Regions from separate parts of the Sus scrofa genome. Here all the other regions are linked to region 1. The links are chromatin contacts, called in public HiChIP or PLAC-seq and promoter capture Hi-C maps. All regions are on one chromosome and are shown on one strand. Each heading gives the region's core, a stretch centred on a gene start, on an enhancer-like site or on the middle of the called end of the contact. The rest is flanking DNA. Distances are from core to core; before and after follow the strand shown. Region 1 holds the start of RPL11 (ribosomal protein L11). Region 2 holds the start of SRSF10 (serine and arginine rich splicing factor 10). Region 3 holds the start of PNRC2 (proline rich nuclear receptor coactivator 2). Region 4 holds the start of CNR2 (cannabinoid receptor 2). Region 5 holds the start of FUCA1 (fucosidase, alpha-L- 1, tissue).

Region 1 (2,589 bases), core at 61-2,560:
CAATGTAATTTGGACAGGAACGAAATCAGATTTTTCCCCCACTCCAAGTCACACTCTACTATGGATTCCACATAACTTCACTAACTTTCCTAGGGAAGGAATGACCCATTAGAAGTTCAAAAGATCTGAAAACAGTAACTATCGCCACTGTCAGTATGTTACTGGCGCTCCTTACTACTATTACCCCATGAGGGGTCAGCCTCACCTTTAGACCTTTCTCAAGTATTTCTTCTGCCTTGGCCCCACGGACTGTGCAGTGGACGGCAATCTTTTCATTTCTCCTGATGCCAAAGGATCTGACGGTGTATCTAGCTGCAGATGGGGTAACAAGGAGTCAGCTCTTGGCACACTCTCACTGAACTCCCCCCTTCCCCAAAACACCACCTCCACAACTTCAGAGGGACATCAGGTATCCACCCACTCTATAGCCGTGGTATTCTTACCAGTGTCACCTATATCTGTTCATCATTCATTTATAACACAGAAAACAGATCTTCCAACTTCCAAGTCACAGACACACTTCAGCAATTAAAATGTTAAAGTCATAATGTCAAAGTCTCAAGAAAGGCAAGTTCACCATCAGACTAGGCCACTGAATAGCTTACATTCGGTAACACTTTACTGTACTTGTACCCCATTTTACAGGAGGCTGTGAGAGGTTAACTTGCACAAGATCAGTTGATAACAAGAGGTAGGCTGTGAATTCAAAGACTTGCTACATTCCCTTACCCTAAAGCAACAAAATTCTAAACACACACTCACCCAAATATATGTCTAACAATAACAATGCCGACATGGTGCTTGGCATGTAGCAGGCATTTCATATAACCCATTCTATCTCCCACAACCTTATAACGAAATATGATCATCCCTGGTATACAAATAAGGAAAGTAAATCACAGACTAGCAAGTCATGGAACCAGGATTTGAACCAGGTTAATCTAAATACACAGCCTATTCTTAACGTAGCCTACATAACCCTAACTGCTAATCAGACTTTGTATTTCAGCCCACCCTATCGTGAAAGAAGATACTCCTTAGGAAACTCAAGAAGGCAACGCTTAAGAGATGTCAACTGTCACCTTCAAAATGAATACAAAACAGACTGGACAACAGGTTAAGTAAGGAACGTCGGGACATACCCAGACGCCACTACTCACCTTTGGAAACACAGGAGTCTGGCCTGTGAGCTGCTCCAGCACCTTGGCTGCCCGGGTCAGTCTGTCTCCACTCTCCCCAACGCAGATGTTGAGGCAGAGCTTGCGGATGCGAAGTTCCCGCATGGGGTTTTCTTTTTCACCTTGATCCTGCTGCAACAGGGAAGCGCCGCGGTCAACACACGGAACCCGCCACAGCTGGCAGCCCAATAGTTACACAGCGTTGTTTCTGCGCATCCCAAACCCCAAAGGAAGCCCTGGAAGTTAAAGAACTAACACTACGTTTGTCTGGGAGGCACTGGAGAAAGACATCTTGGGGTTTTGTTTCTCCTTCCCCCGGGCACGGAACAGGTGAAAGCAACAGGACAGGTATGGTGTAAAAGTTACACTAAGGATGCACCCCAAGGTCAAACTAAGGTGAAGGGCGCCCCCATTACACGACCGACGAGGGGGAGAAAGCAGCGAGCACATGGCTGTGCAGCGTCCCGCACCCGATTCGGAAGCTGTCTAGTAGCTGCGGCCGAAGCCTGGCGTCCGCCCTAAGGGAGAAACCGGTAAGGCTCTCCAGCAAAAAACAAGTTTCAAGGTCCCGGGAACATCAACAGGTCCGGACCCCGCGTCCCAGGCCCCTCCGATCATTTCACCGGCCCTCGCTGCAGCCCGCAGGCCGTGCTTTTGGGCCTCTGGCGGCTGCCCCGAGCCCGCCCCTGGGAGGGTGGGAGGAAAGTGACAGGATCCAGCTCCGTGCCCTCGCCTCGCGTGGGTCCGCCAATTTCGGCACGGCCAGCATTGCGGGATCCGCTCTCCTCGCGCCGCGGGCGAGATAACCCTTACAGGCTCCGCTGGCCCTGGATGGAGGCGGATGAAGGAAAGCAAAGCCGGGGATCCCACACTCACCGCCATGATGGGAAACAGGAAGAGAGTGTGAGACTTCCGACCCGGGGCCTTATGGGCCAGGAGGCGGGCTCTTATCCCAAGCTAACCAGCGAGACGATGAAGAGGAAGAGAGGCGCGTCTGGAACGGCCTAGAGTCGGCTTCCCCTTCGTGGACACAGATGGCAACTGCAGGTGACGCTGGCTACTGGGATCGGGGCTCTCCAAAAGCGGTTTTTAAAGTTCCCTGAATAGGTATATTTCCTTGAGCTTCCCGTCCCTCTTGAGATTGTTCCCGCCCATAGCCTCAGAAACGGGTGGTTCTTGCGTGTTGAGACGGCCAGAAAGACACTAAGTCAACTGTGCAAATTATAAAGTAAAAGTTTTATTCTGTAACAATGTAAACAAATGGCATTTAAATATTTAAATAGTAATTAGAGCAGAGTGTTGGCCAAGAGGGGTAAATATGGTCCTGTCTGGTCTAGCTTAATAGTTATGTGACTTTGGGCGGGTTACTAATTAGACCTCTCTCATCTATAGTTTCCCTCAGTTTATGGGA
Region 2 (2,589 bases), core at 42-2,541, 220 kb before region 1:
AATGAAACATAATTTCTTCAAGAAGAGGCACAGTGCCAACAGACTGTTCTCAGAGATTAATATTTGGTTTTCAAAAAAATTACCAACTCTGGTATTCTGTGGTGCTCTTGACTACACATGGTAGCACTTTTTGTGAGGAAGGGTTGTACTTGCAAAATTCCTTGGTGTATCTCCTCGTCCACCTGTCACTGCCGCCTCCCACCACCTGCTGCAGATTTATAATTTGGTAAACTGCCCATCTCAGGCCCCAGATGAAAGGTGTTTACTTTCTCTACTTTTCGCAGTATCTTTTTCAAGACTCTGGGATCCTAAAGCACAAAAAATCAAAGGTGCACTTGGTGTGTGAGGCAGGAAGCAACTCCAGTGAGTGAAGTATTTGTACCTCACTTTCTCCTATTGTTTCTCAAGGCATTATGAGTGATAATAATAATCGCTAACATTCATGGAGGCTTCATGGCTGTGCCACCTGTGCAAATGCAAAGGACCCTGCTCTCAGACTTAATGCTCTGCTACTGTGATCTTAATTTTTGAATGTTTTCATTTTGCCCCGAGATCCACAAATTATTGGAGAAACACTGCAATACACGAACAAGGCATACCCATGAAGTTGTTAGCAAGGAATACACTGTAGATGACAACAGAGACCAAGATGTGAGGTTTGCGTCCCATTTTGGTAGGGAACGGCCTTTAATTAGGAGCAAACAGCGTGGATAGGTGAGGAAATGACCAAGAAGGGTACGTGAGGAGTAGCCTGGGCAAAGGCGCTCAGGGAGTGAGCCCATCGCGTACAAGACTCACTGGAGAGACAGGCCTATCTCTCTGCAAGGACACACATCTCCTTCCTTTTCACACTAACACCAGAGGCTGTAAATTCTTCTCTTGCCGGTCAGCGATCTAATATAACGTGGGCCAGATAGAAAAAAGTAAGGCAGTCTTTCCGAATTATAATATTTAAACTCCGTCTAGTTTGTAAAAACCATACAGTCTAGCGTACTTTAAAGCATCTGACCTGGGGGGTTAGGAGGGGGAAAAGAGGTGCAAGGCAGAAAAGGGCGGGAAAATAAAGCACTAAAGAAAGAGCGGGCTGCGGGGGGGGAAGAGGAGGAAGCTCGAGAGGCCAATGAATGAGACCGAGGCTGCGGCACGTACTCCAGCGGTCCGCATGCGCAGGCGCACGCCGGATGATCTCGCGGGAGAGAACCGTTGCAGGTAGGAGGGGGAGGCGGGAGTGAAGTCTCGCGAGAAGGGGCGGTTGCCGTAGCGGAGCCCTCTGGCTGTGTGTGTCTGAGGATCCGCCGCCAGAGCTGCGGACGGTTTGCTGAGCCCGTTAGTGTCCGTGCTGAGACTTACGCCGCAGTCATGTCTCGGTATCTGCGTCCCCCCAATACGTCTCTGTTCGTGAGGAACGTGGCCGACGATACCAGGTAGGTACAGGGGAGGTACCCCGGGGCCTTAGCGGGGAGGCCGCAGGCTCGGAGAGGACCCGTGCGGCGGCGGCGGCGGCGCGCTGGGCCGGGGGAGGGGAAGGGGTGAAGATGGCGGGTCCCGCGCCGGCTTTCGGGCCCGAACTAGGCCGCGCTGTCGCTGACGGCTCAACCGCCGCGTTGGGGCGAGGGCGGCGCCGCTAGTCCTCCGGGGCCGCCGCGAGAGCGCGGGCCGCGTGGCGGGGTTTCAGTCCCCTCCCCTTCGCAGTTCGGGGGAGGGGGAGCTTCCTCTTCGTTTTCCCTCCACGCGTCCAGCCCGCGCCGAACGTCCGCTCCCCGTTGATTTGAAGTTCACGTTTTTTGAGGTGCAGGCATCCTCGGCCCAGAAAATTTTTTTTAGTTAAAAATTGCTTTGCGGTGAAATAACGGGATCGAGGGAGGGGAATGTGGCGAAGCACTTGCTACGCTATTTTTGGTTGCCGTTGTGTTACATTTGCGTGGTTTTTTTTTTTAAACGTTGGAGGTGTTCGGAGAAAGGGAATGTTGAGATTAGAGAAAAAAAATAACGGTTAAACAGTACAAACTAGTTCTTCCCATTTCCCGGAAATAGTGGTCACCCTTTGAAAAGGGAAGTTTAGGAAGCCTCTACCATTAGAACGTTGATAGCTAAATTGGATTAATCCAGTCCGTTCCTTTGTTCTCACCAATTCCCTTAATTGCTTGGAGTTGCCGTCAGAATTTTTTGGAAGAGATCTTATTACAAGATGAAACTTTGTATCACAAATAATCATTTTACACAAAAATTAATTTTGGTAGCCTTGTGTGATGTTTTCCTGTCCTAATTCTAAGTAAGAAAGTAAGCAATAGTAATTTGCGTCTAGGAAACTTTCCCTTTTATGTCACTTTTACATTTATTAAGGAATTATGTATACTTGTGACTTATTTCTCAAACCATATCTCCCAACTGTGGCTAAAACTTAGAGGTAATAATAAGTGCTTGGTAATTTTCAGAATACTAGAGTAGCAGTACTTAAATACAACTTAAGGCTATTGTGCCTTTTATGAAAAATGAAGGCTGTGGATAAAAACAAGTGCTAAGTTGGAATCAAGTTTCTTTAAATGTCTTTTTTCCTGTTGTTAATGTGAAATAGTAATAAGTTTTATT
Region 3 (2,589 bases), core at 67-2,566, 200 kb before region 1:
TAGGATGAGTCCATAAAAATGTCTGCCCCATTTCAACATGAAGTCTTGGATACCTTTCAGTCTGCTTTTCAGATTGCAGGATTTCCACCACCTGTCCTCTTCCTTGCCGCCAAGCCCAGGATAAGAGATGTTGCTTTCTGACAGATCCTTTCCTTTGTCTCAATACAGAAGTTTTCATGGGCCGATCTGCTGAGTTCAGCCTAGGAACTGAGGCCAACATCTGAGTCTCCTCAGCACACAACCTTGAGAGAAGTCCTAGCTAAAAAGCAAAGATTTCTAAATTATTTCACGTGTTAAACAGGAGAAAGCGATCATTTATTATTTGCTACAGAAATAGTTAAATGGCTACTTCCTAATTAAAAGGCAGAAAATAATGTCTCTAAAGATGGCTTTGACCTTAGAACTGTCATCATCTAAGAACTCTTCTAAGCCTTGAGATCCAGGAACTCATAAGGAATTGGGGAAGGGTGTCCGCCAGACCTCTCAATAAGTTGTATCTTTTTTCTAGGAACTTTTCAGATTCTCACACGGATTCTGTGACCAAAACCAGTCAAACCACAGAAGCATTAACTTTCACAGCCATGCCAAGAAATGGGCTTAAACTGTGTTTCCTAAAGAAGCTATGTTTTTAAAGTCTCACCATTACTTTCCAATCTTTGCACACATTACACATCCGTTTCCACAAAGCCTCCTCTCCAAACAGGTTTACGTGATGCAGCGTTTCCTTTAGTTTTGAACTCTTGACTCCTCCCCATTTTAAAAGAAGTTCCACAAGCCATAACTGAAGTCACTGTCCCATCTAATATGTATGAAAATGCCTATCAGGAACATTAAACATTCAAGATTTCGTTTGCTATTCCAAGAAACCAAGTCACCATATAAATAATAAGCCCTCTTTTTTTTGAAAGAGCGAGAGGCCCTTCCAGACTATTTTAACAGCCCTAAAGAAACTACGAATTCCCGGATCGTGAGTCATTCCCAACAAGAGCCTGGAAAGTTCGGCTCTTCCGATGTGGCTGGGTTTCCGAGCCGCTCCGCGTTGCTCGGGCCCGGCCGGGGAACCCGGTCTTCCCCGCCGCCTGCGCCCGCCGGGCACTGGATCTGACTTCCTACCCCCAACAATGGGGAGCGCGGCCGCCAACATGGCCGCGCCCGCCACTCACCGACTTCAAGCTCGGGACTACGACAGCGGCGGATCCTGCTCGGCGTCGAAGCCCCCCTCCCCTTCCAGGGAGAGACGAGGCACGGAACGAGCGAAGCCAACGGGCACCGACGAGCCTGCTGCAGGCCACCTTAACGTCCCGGCCGACCTCCTCCTTCTGCCTCTACCGACAAAATGGAGGCGACAGTGAGCGCAGAAGCTGGGCCGGGAAGCGCGGCGGCCAATCAAAACACGCTTTCGCGCGGCCCGGCCAATGACACGCGGGCCGCCGCCTGTTGCTGGGGCCCGACGGGGCCGAGGGAGGGGAGGTGGCTGTGGCCGAGGGTTTCAAATACTCCTCGAGAAGAGCATGTCGGGAAAGACCGCTGCGGGCCCCGGCTGCCGCCCTTTCTCGGGCCCCCGAGTGACACCAGCCCCTTCCGGGAGAAGCCCACCAGGCCCCGTCCGACACCCCAAGTCGCGGCCAGCACCAGCCCCTCGCGCCGATTCCAGGGTCCGAGAGCCGCGCGCAAGCGGCTCCGGGGAGAAGGGCGTCGGCCGCCCACTGGAACAGCGGCTTCCTCCCGCGCTGTCCGGCCAGTGGGTCCCGTGGCACTCGGAACCAAGTGGGTTCCGGGCCATGGGGAGTCACTGGAGGGGGCGTTGAGTTCCCGAGTTAAGTTCACTGAGCCGAGTAACCGATCTCTTACACATGGAAGATACTGATCAAAGTTGCTTTCCGAGGCTGGCCCCTGGCCACTTAGTCCAGACACTCCTCCCTCTCTGTTTCTCGGTCACGCCAGCGCCCCAGCTTGCGGTTCCTTCCCGCCCCCCTGGCCCCCAGCCTCGAAATTCTAAGAAGCTACCTCTTCTGTGAAGGCGTTTCCGACGCACGTGCGGGTCAAGTTAATCAGTTCCTCCTTTGTGTCTGACTGGTCTTGAACTTCAATCACACTATGTGGTAGCTACTTGTCCGCGAGTTCCCGCGCACACATCCTCCGGGTGGGGTTGGGCAGGGGGCAAAGCAGGGTTTCGTTTCTCTGAACACAGAGTACGTTGTAAGTGCCCCAAGAAGAGTTTGTTGAGAGGAGAGTTCCCTTACTTATAACCCTTTCTGCAGTGTGTAAATAAAGGGAGGAGAAAAGAGTTAAGTTCGTTTGCCAGTGAGGTGCAGCAAAGAGGAAAAGGACAACTTCTTGGGAATAAATGGATAAGCAACCCAAGGCTCGTATTTTAAAAGAGAACAACAGTTTCTATGAACATAGGAGTTTTTTGGTTTGTTGGTTGGTTTTGCCACCTCATGGGGTCAGATCCAAGCCTTTAACCAGATCCATTAACCCACTGTATCCAGCTGGGGATCCAACCTGCATCCTGGCAATGCAGAGACAGCCTGCCCATCCCCTTGGGCCATAGCAGGAACTCCCTGGGCTTTTTCTGTTGGCCTTGCC
Region 4 (2,589 bases), core at 59-2,558, 170 kb before region 1:
AAGCCGACTGTCCGCTAGGAACTGAGAAAACTGACGCCTGACCATCCCATGCAGGTGCAACTAAGCTCCCGTGGGGAAAAGGAGAACAGACTTCCTGTGTGGGTCCCATCAGCCCTACCCAGGGTACCCAGGAGACTTGGAGATTCTGGACCAACTGAGCAAAAAGGGCCCTTAACCATCATCTTGTCTAGTGCTGCCGAATATGTGTCCAAGGACCAACAGAATCACCTGGGAACTTGTTAAGAATTCAGATTCCCGGGTCTCGCCCCACAATACTTTGGTCAGAAACTTGGGGTGGTGTGGGCCAGCAATCTGTTCTCACAAGCCCTTCAGGTGATTCAGATCCATTGGACGTTGCAGAAGCACCTATCATTTTAGGAGTAGGGAAATCGAGGCCAAAGGAAGTAACTTATCACATAGCCAGGCAGTGGCAGAACCACCCTGGAACCCAGATTCCCAGATTCCCAGTCCTTTTCTTTCTTTCTTTTTTTTTTTTTTTTGTCTTTTTAGGGCCATATCTGCAGCATATGGAAGTTCCCACGTTAGGGGTCAAATCAGAGCTATAGCTGCTGGCCTACACCACAGCCACAGCAACGCCAGATCCAAGCGGCACCTGCGACCTACACCATAACTCATGCAATGCCAGATCATTAACCCACTGAGCGAGGCCAAGGATCAAACCCACATCCTCATGGATACGAGTCGGGTTCTTAACCCACGGAGCCACCAGGGGAACTCCCCTACACAGTATTTTTAAAGATTTGACTTTGTGGGCAACCTTCTAAGACTGGAAGCCACTACATAAAAGTCAGGATTTCTAGTCTCGGAAAATGTGGCCCATCTTTCAAATGCTTTGACCATTGGCAATTGGGCCTGCACTCCCCAGGGGCTAGGCTTCCCTGGAGCTGAGAGGGGTGTTCCCCATTCCCCACAGCCTGCACCACTCCCTGGTGCCCCACACCGGCACTCTTCACCCATTTATGTTATCTGCCTGGTGCCTGAATGCATCTGGTTCAAAGCTCTGATCTGGAGGGGTAGAGGCATTCGTATGGAATGTCATTCTAGGTGATCTGTACCAGGCTAGTGCCTTATCCCCATTTTACAGATGAAGAAATTAAGGTTTAGGGAGGTTAAGTGAATTGCTTAAGGTCATAAGAACTGGCTGGATTAGAACCCAAATCCCGCAGCTCCAAGGACAATACCCTGGTCAGAGATCCCCATGAAAAACAGTTCAACTCCAAGGGCAAGAACGTTGTGGCACTGGGGACCCAGAGGGGAAGTTGTGACAGGGACGGAAGGCCACACTCACTCATCTGTGAGAAAGCAAAAGCAAGAGACAGCTGGTTTGGGGGCAGCAGTCCAACAGGAGCTCTGGCTGGGCCCTAGGGCCAGGCTTTAGCCACACAACTGCCAGGACTCCTCAACACCCAGCAGGGTCAGGGAGCTCAGCCACAAACAACGGTGAGTAGTTTTTCTTGCTGTTTTATTTTTTTTTTTATTTTTTTTTTTTTTTTTTTGTCTTTTTGTTGTTGTTGTTGCTATTTCTTGGGCCGCTCCTGCGGCATATGGAGGTTCCCAGGCTAGGGGTCGAATTAGAGCTGTAGCCACTGGCCTACGCCACAGCCACAGCAACTTGGGATCTGAGTTGCATCTGCAACCTACACCACAGCTCACGGCAACGCCAGATCGTTAACCCACTGAGCAAGGGCAGGGACCGAACCCGCAACCTCATGGTTCCTAGTCGGATTCGTTAACCACTGCGCCACGACGGGAACTCCCTCTTGCTGTTTTATTTGGGGATCCTTCCTCATTGCAGAAAACCTGTGTTCTTAACTTACCCCTTCCCTCCAGGGTTGGGAGAAGCTGGGTGGGCCTGCCAGGGGCCAGGAGATGGATGTCCCGTGAGGCCTCCTGAGGTTTTTGAGGGCCAGCACTGGAAGGCACAGGGCTGGTCCAATCCCTACCTTCAGACAGGTCAAGAATCAGCCCTCGGCTTTCATGTCTATCAAAGTTAGGATAGAAGGTGATGCTCACAGCCCGCAGACAGCCTCACATGTGCCAGGTGCTACTCTAAGGGCCTTTCATGATTAAATTTATTTAATCCTCACAACTGTCTACAGTAGGTGCTATTATCATTCCCCGCTCGGCAGACGGGGCCTCAGCTACTTACCTGATGTTACAAGGGCATGAAGTGAGGGTGCTGGGCTTGCACTTCGGCATCTGGCTCCACAGCTTACTTACTCTTTGACCACAAGGCTATCCTGCCTTACAAGGTACAGGCTTGAATAGCAGGTGGTGGCCAGGAAAGAACCCCAAAAGACTAGGGCTCGAAGAGATCACCTGGTGAGTCCTGGCCTTCATTTTACAGATGGGGAAACTGAGGCACAGAGAGACACGGATTGCCCAGTTGGGGCATCTCGGTAGTGTAATGTGGTCTAGTCCACGCTAGACTCAGAAGACCAGGGTCCACTTCCCTGGAGGTTCCACTCAGGGAACAGTAGTGCTGACACATGTGCACTGGGGCCAGTGTCTGGGTGTGAACCCCAGGGCTGCCTCTAGTAACCCTAGGGCCTTAGACAAATCACGCCA
Region 5 (2,589 bases), core at 37-2,536, 130 kb before region 1:
TATCTCCCTTAGAATGAGTTATAACATCAAAGACCATTACTCAACTTGATCACTAGAAGATGTGTACTAAGGGTTTTTCTCTCTCTCTCTCCTTTTTTTTTTTTTTTTAAGTGTCTGGGCTTGCTGTTTTGGATAATATTTCAACACAATCTTGCAGAGGAAGAAACAGAAGATAAAGAAAATGGCTGTTCGTTCAACAACAGCCATTGAGTTTCCTTATCACTGCTAGAATGAGGAAGTGCTTGCTCTGTCAACACAGTTTTGACACCTTCTCTTGCACCCCAGGAGAAGCAATGTTTGAGAGACAGATTCCGCACGTGGAGGCTCAGGTTCTCCTTCCACCTCTGACCCAAACTAACTGCGTGGTTTTGGAAAACCCTGATCCTCTCTCCGGGTCTGTCTCTTCCATAAAATGGGAAGAGTAAGGAAGGGGGATAGCGTCAAGGATTTCCAAAGTCCCTTCCAACTCTGACCTGCAGCAGATCTCCCACTGATGTGCAGGGACCAGCTGTGCCACATGGGGTCACTAGACTTTCCCACACCTTACGGCCTCACACGTAGAATGTACAAATTGTAGAGGAATTTGGTGATTTCCCTGCCAGACAAGGTTCACGCAGGTATTCCTTGGGCCTGAGACTCTCAATTTCCTCACCCTATTACTCTAAAAATTATTCCTTCTTGGTGGCCTGTCCATGACTCTCGTTTTTCCAACTAGCTGTTAAATTCTTTGAATTGCCTCAGAATTCTCAAAACAAGTTCAAAAAATATTAGGTAGGCAAAATGGTCACACCTGTTCTTCCTCTTTCAGAGCCCACTTTCCTCTCATCTCTTGCCTTTTAATGCTTCCTTCCATAATCCTTCTACTCCGGGGAAGTTACAATGCCCTTCCGCCTGCTATTCCTGGCCCCTGGCTGCTCTCCTACATCACAGCTCAAAAAGTCTCCTATAGCTTCCAACGGCAAAATGGACCACACACACCGGGAGCTCCACACCCCCACGAGTTCGCCCTGCAGTGAAGTCCCTTTCCAAGTTTTCAATCCACTGTCAGCAAATCCACTGTCAGCACAGCACTGCCTACGCCTCCTAGAGTCTTTCTCGCTGTGATCACAAGGGCAGTGGCAGGGACCGCCCACCCGGAGGCGAAGGAGACTCGGTAGCCAAGCAGCCCGAGTTGCCCCACCCCTTTTTCCTTCCGAGCCAATCATTAGTTAGGGTGGGCGGGGACCCGCGCCCCGCACCTGCGCTTTAAGAGGGGGCGGTGGGGCGTAAAGGCGGCGGTACCACGACCCCGGATGAAAATGCGGGCGGTGAGTGCCCAGGTGCTACTGCTACTGCTGCTTCTTGAATTGGTGAGGGCTCGCGACTGCACTGGGTCTTCGCGCTGCACCGGCTCTTCGCGTCGCTACACCCCGGACTGGCCGAGTCTGGACTCCCGGCCTCTGCCGGCCTGGTTCGATGAGGCCAAGTTTGGAGTCTTCATACACTGGGGCGTGTTCTCCGTGCCGGCCTGGGGCAGCGAGTGGTTCTGGTGGCACTGGGAGGCCGAGAAGCTGCCAGCCTACCAGAATTTCATGAAGGAGAACTACCCGCCCGACTTTTCCTACGCTGACTTCGGGCCACAGTTTACAGCGCACTTCTTCCATCCTGACAGCTGGGCCGATCTGTTCGAGGCCTCCGGGGCCAAGTGAGTGCAGCTTCAGGGACGGGCGGGACGCCGCTTCCCGGCGTCCGGGAAGAGAGCCGGGAGAGGGCGTAGATAGGTGAGAACCGTGGAGGGGAAGGCGAGACGATTAGGTAGGTGAGAACCGTGGAGGGGAAGGCGAGACGATTAGGTAGGTGAAAACCATGGAGGGGGAGGCAAGACGACTTGCTGACTTACCAGGTCACACAGCGGTCGGGGTCATACAGCTGTCCCTCTGACTTCAACACTCCCCCCCCCCCCGCCCCGGTTCTGTGTTTTGCCTCCTGAAGGATGCAGAATTGAATGTGGCACTCCTGACCCTAAGGAGAAGGTACGTCTGGTTGAGCTTTAGAAGGAAATAAAGGTTTCAGGGAGGTGGTGGGCTGGAAAGCCCTCAGCGTCTACACCTGTATATTGATTGAGAGGATTGAGCTAGGTGATACCTAATGTCCCTTCCAGGTCAACAAGACAATCAGGATTTTAAGCCAATCAGGAGTCTGATCCAAGTTCAACTGCAAACTTGAACAAGGCATTTTACCTCCCTAGAGCCCCCTTCCGTGGTTTTAGAAAGGAATTGTGTTCTTCCTTGCAGCTTTAGTATCGCCCAGAGGGAAGGGGAGGGAAGGGACTTCTGGTGTGCAGTGTGTTTGGGCATACAGATTCTCGTTCATCTGCTTTTCTCCATGCTTCTCCATGCTTCTTGAGCATAGAGAGTGCTCAAGAAATGTTTGGGTTGTTTTGAGAACTGTCACAACTTGCCTGTGAATGGTTCTGAGAACAGAAAGTGTAGAGCCCTGGGAAGGGGAAAAGAGGCAAGGCCTTATGAGGCCATGGAAGACTAGGGCCAGTCCTGGAGGAGTCATCCTTGAGGGTGGGATGTTGCAGTTTTTAGCGTCAAAGATGTTTGG

The links. Promoter capture Hi-C pulls out the DNA fragments that hold promoters and counts their contacts. HiChIP or PLAC-seq counts read pairs in DNA pulled down with a chosen protein or histone mark.
Region 2: a contact with region 1 is called in an H3K27ac HiChIP or PLAC-seq map of alveolar macrophages. The contact joins the promoter of SRSF10 here to the promoter of RPL11 in region 1. A contact is called at or near these places in 1 of 5 promoter capture datasets (liver), 1 of 47 Hi-C or Micro-C datasets (skeletal muscle) and 1 of 2 datasets of contacts at active chromatin or transcription factors (alveolar macrophages).
Region 3: a contact with region 1 is called in an H3K27ac HiChIP or PLAC-seq map of alveolar macrophages. The contact joins the promoter of PNRC2 here to the promoter of RPL11 in region 1. A contact is called at or near these places in 1 of 5 promoter capture datasets (liver), 1 of 47 Hi-C or Micro-C datasets (liver) and 1 of 2 datasets of contacts at active chromatin or transcription factors (alveolar macrophages).
Region 4: a contact with region 1 is called in an H3K27ac HiChIP or PLAC-seq map of alveolar macrophages. The contact joins the promoter of CNR2 here to the promoter of RPL11 in region 1. A contact is called at or near these places in 3 of 5 promoter capture datasets (fetal liver, fetal skeletal muscle and liver), 16 of 47 Hi-C or Micro-C datasets (alveolar macrophages, blood, brain and 10 more) and 1 of 2 datasets of contacts at active chromatin or transcription factors (alveolar macrophages).
Region 5: a contact with region 1 is called in a promoter capture Hi-C map of fetal liver, with 3 times the contacts expected there. The contact joins the promoter of FUCA1 here to the promoter of RPL11 in region 1. A contact is called at or near these places in 2 of 5 promoter capture datasets (fetal liver and liver), 3 of 47 Hi-C or Micro-C datasets (heart right ventricle, liver and skeletal muscle) and 1 of 2 datasets of contacts at active chromatin or transcription factors (alveolar macrophages).

What each region holds. Positions count from the first base shown.
Region 1 is chr6:81,522,231-81,524,819 of Sscrofa11.1, reverse strand. It overlaps RPL11 (ribosomal protein L11), which reads right to left and starts at 1,310. Exons shown (of 6, transcript NM_001001638.1): 1 at 1,169-1,310; 2 at 1,161-1,166; 3 at 206-312. The coding sequence starts at 1,310.
Region 2 is chr6:81,740,149-81,742,737 of Sscrofa11.1, reverse strand. It overlaps SRSF10 (serine and arginine rich splicing factor 10), which reads left to right and starts at 1,291. Exons shown (of 6, transcript NM_001244368.1): 1 at 1,291-1,424. The coding sequence starts at 1,360.
Region 3 is chr6:81,721,653-81,724,241 of Sscrofa11.1, reverse strand. It overlaps PNRC2 (proline rich nuclear receptor coactivator 2), which reads right to left and starts at 1,316. Exons shown (of 3, transcript NM_001244508.1): 1 at 1,164-1,316; 2 at 54-259.
Region 4 is chr6:81,691,269-81,693,857 of Sscrofa11.1, reverse strand. CNR2 (cannabinoid receptor 2) reads left to right here and starts at 1,308. Exons shown (of 2, transcript XM_021095532.1): 1 at 1,308-1,461.
Region 5 is chr6:81,654,690-81,657,278 of Sscrofa11.1, reverse strand. It overlaps FUCA1 (fucosidase, alpha-L- 1, tissue), which reads left to right and starts at 1,286. Exons shown (of 8, transcript NM_001315628.1): 1 at 1,286-1,684. The coding sequence starts at 1,293.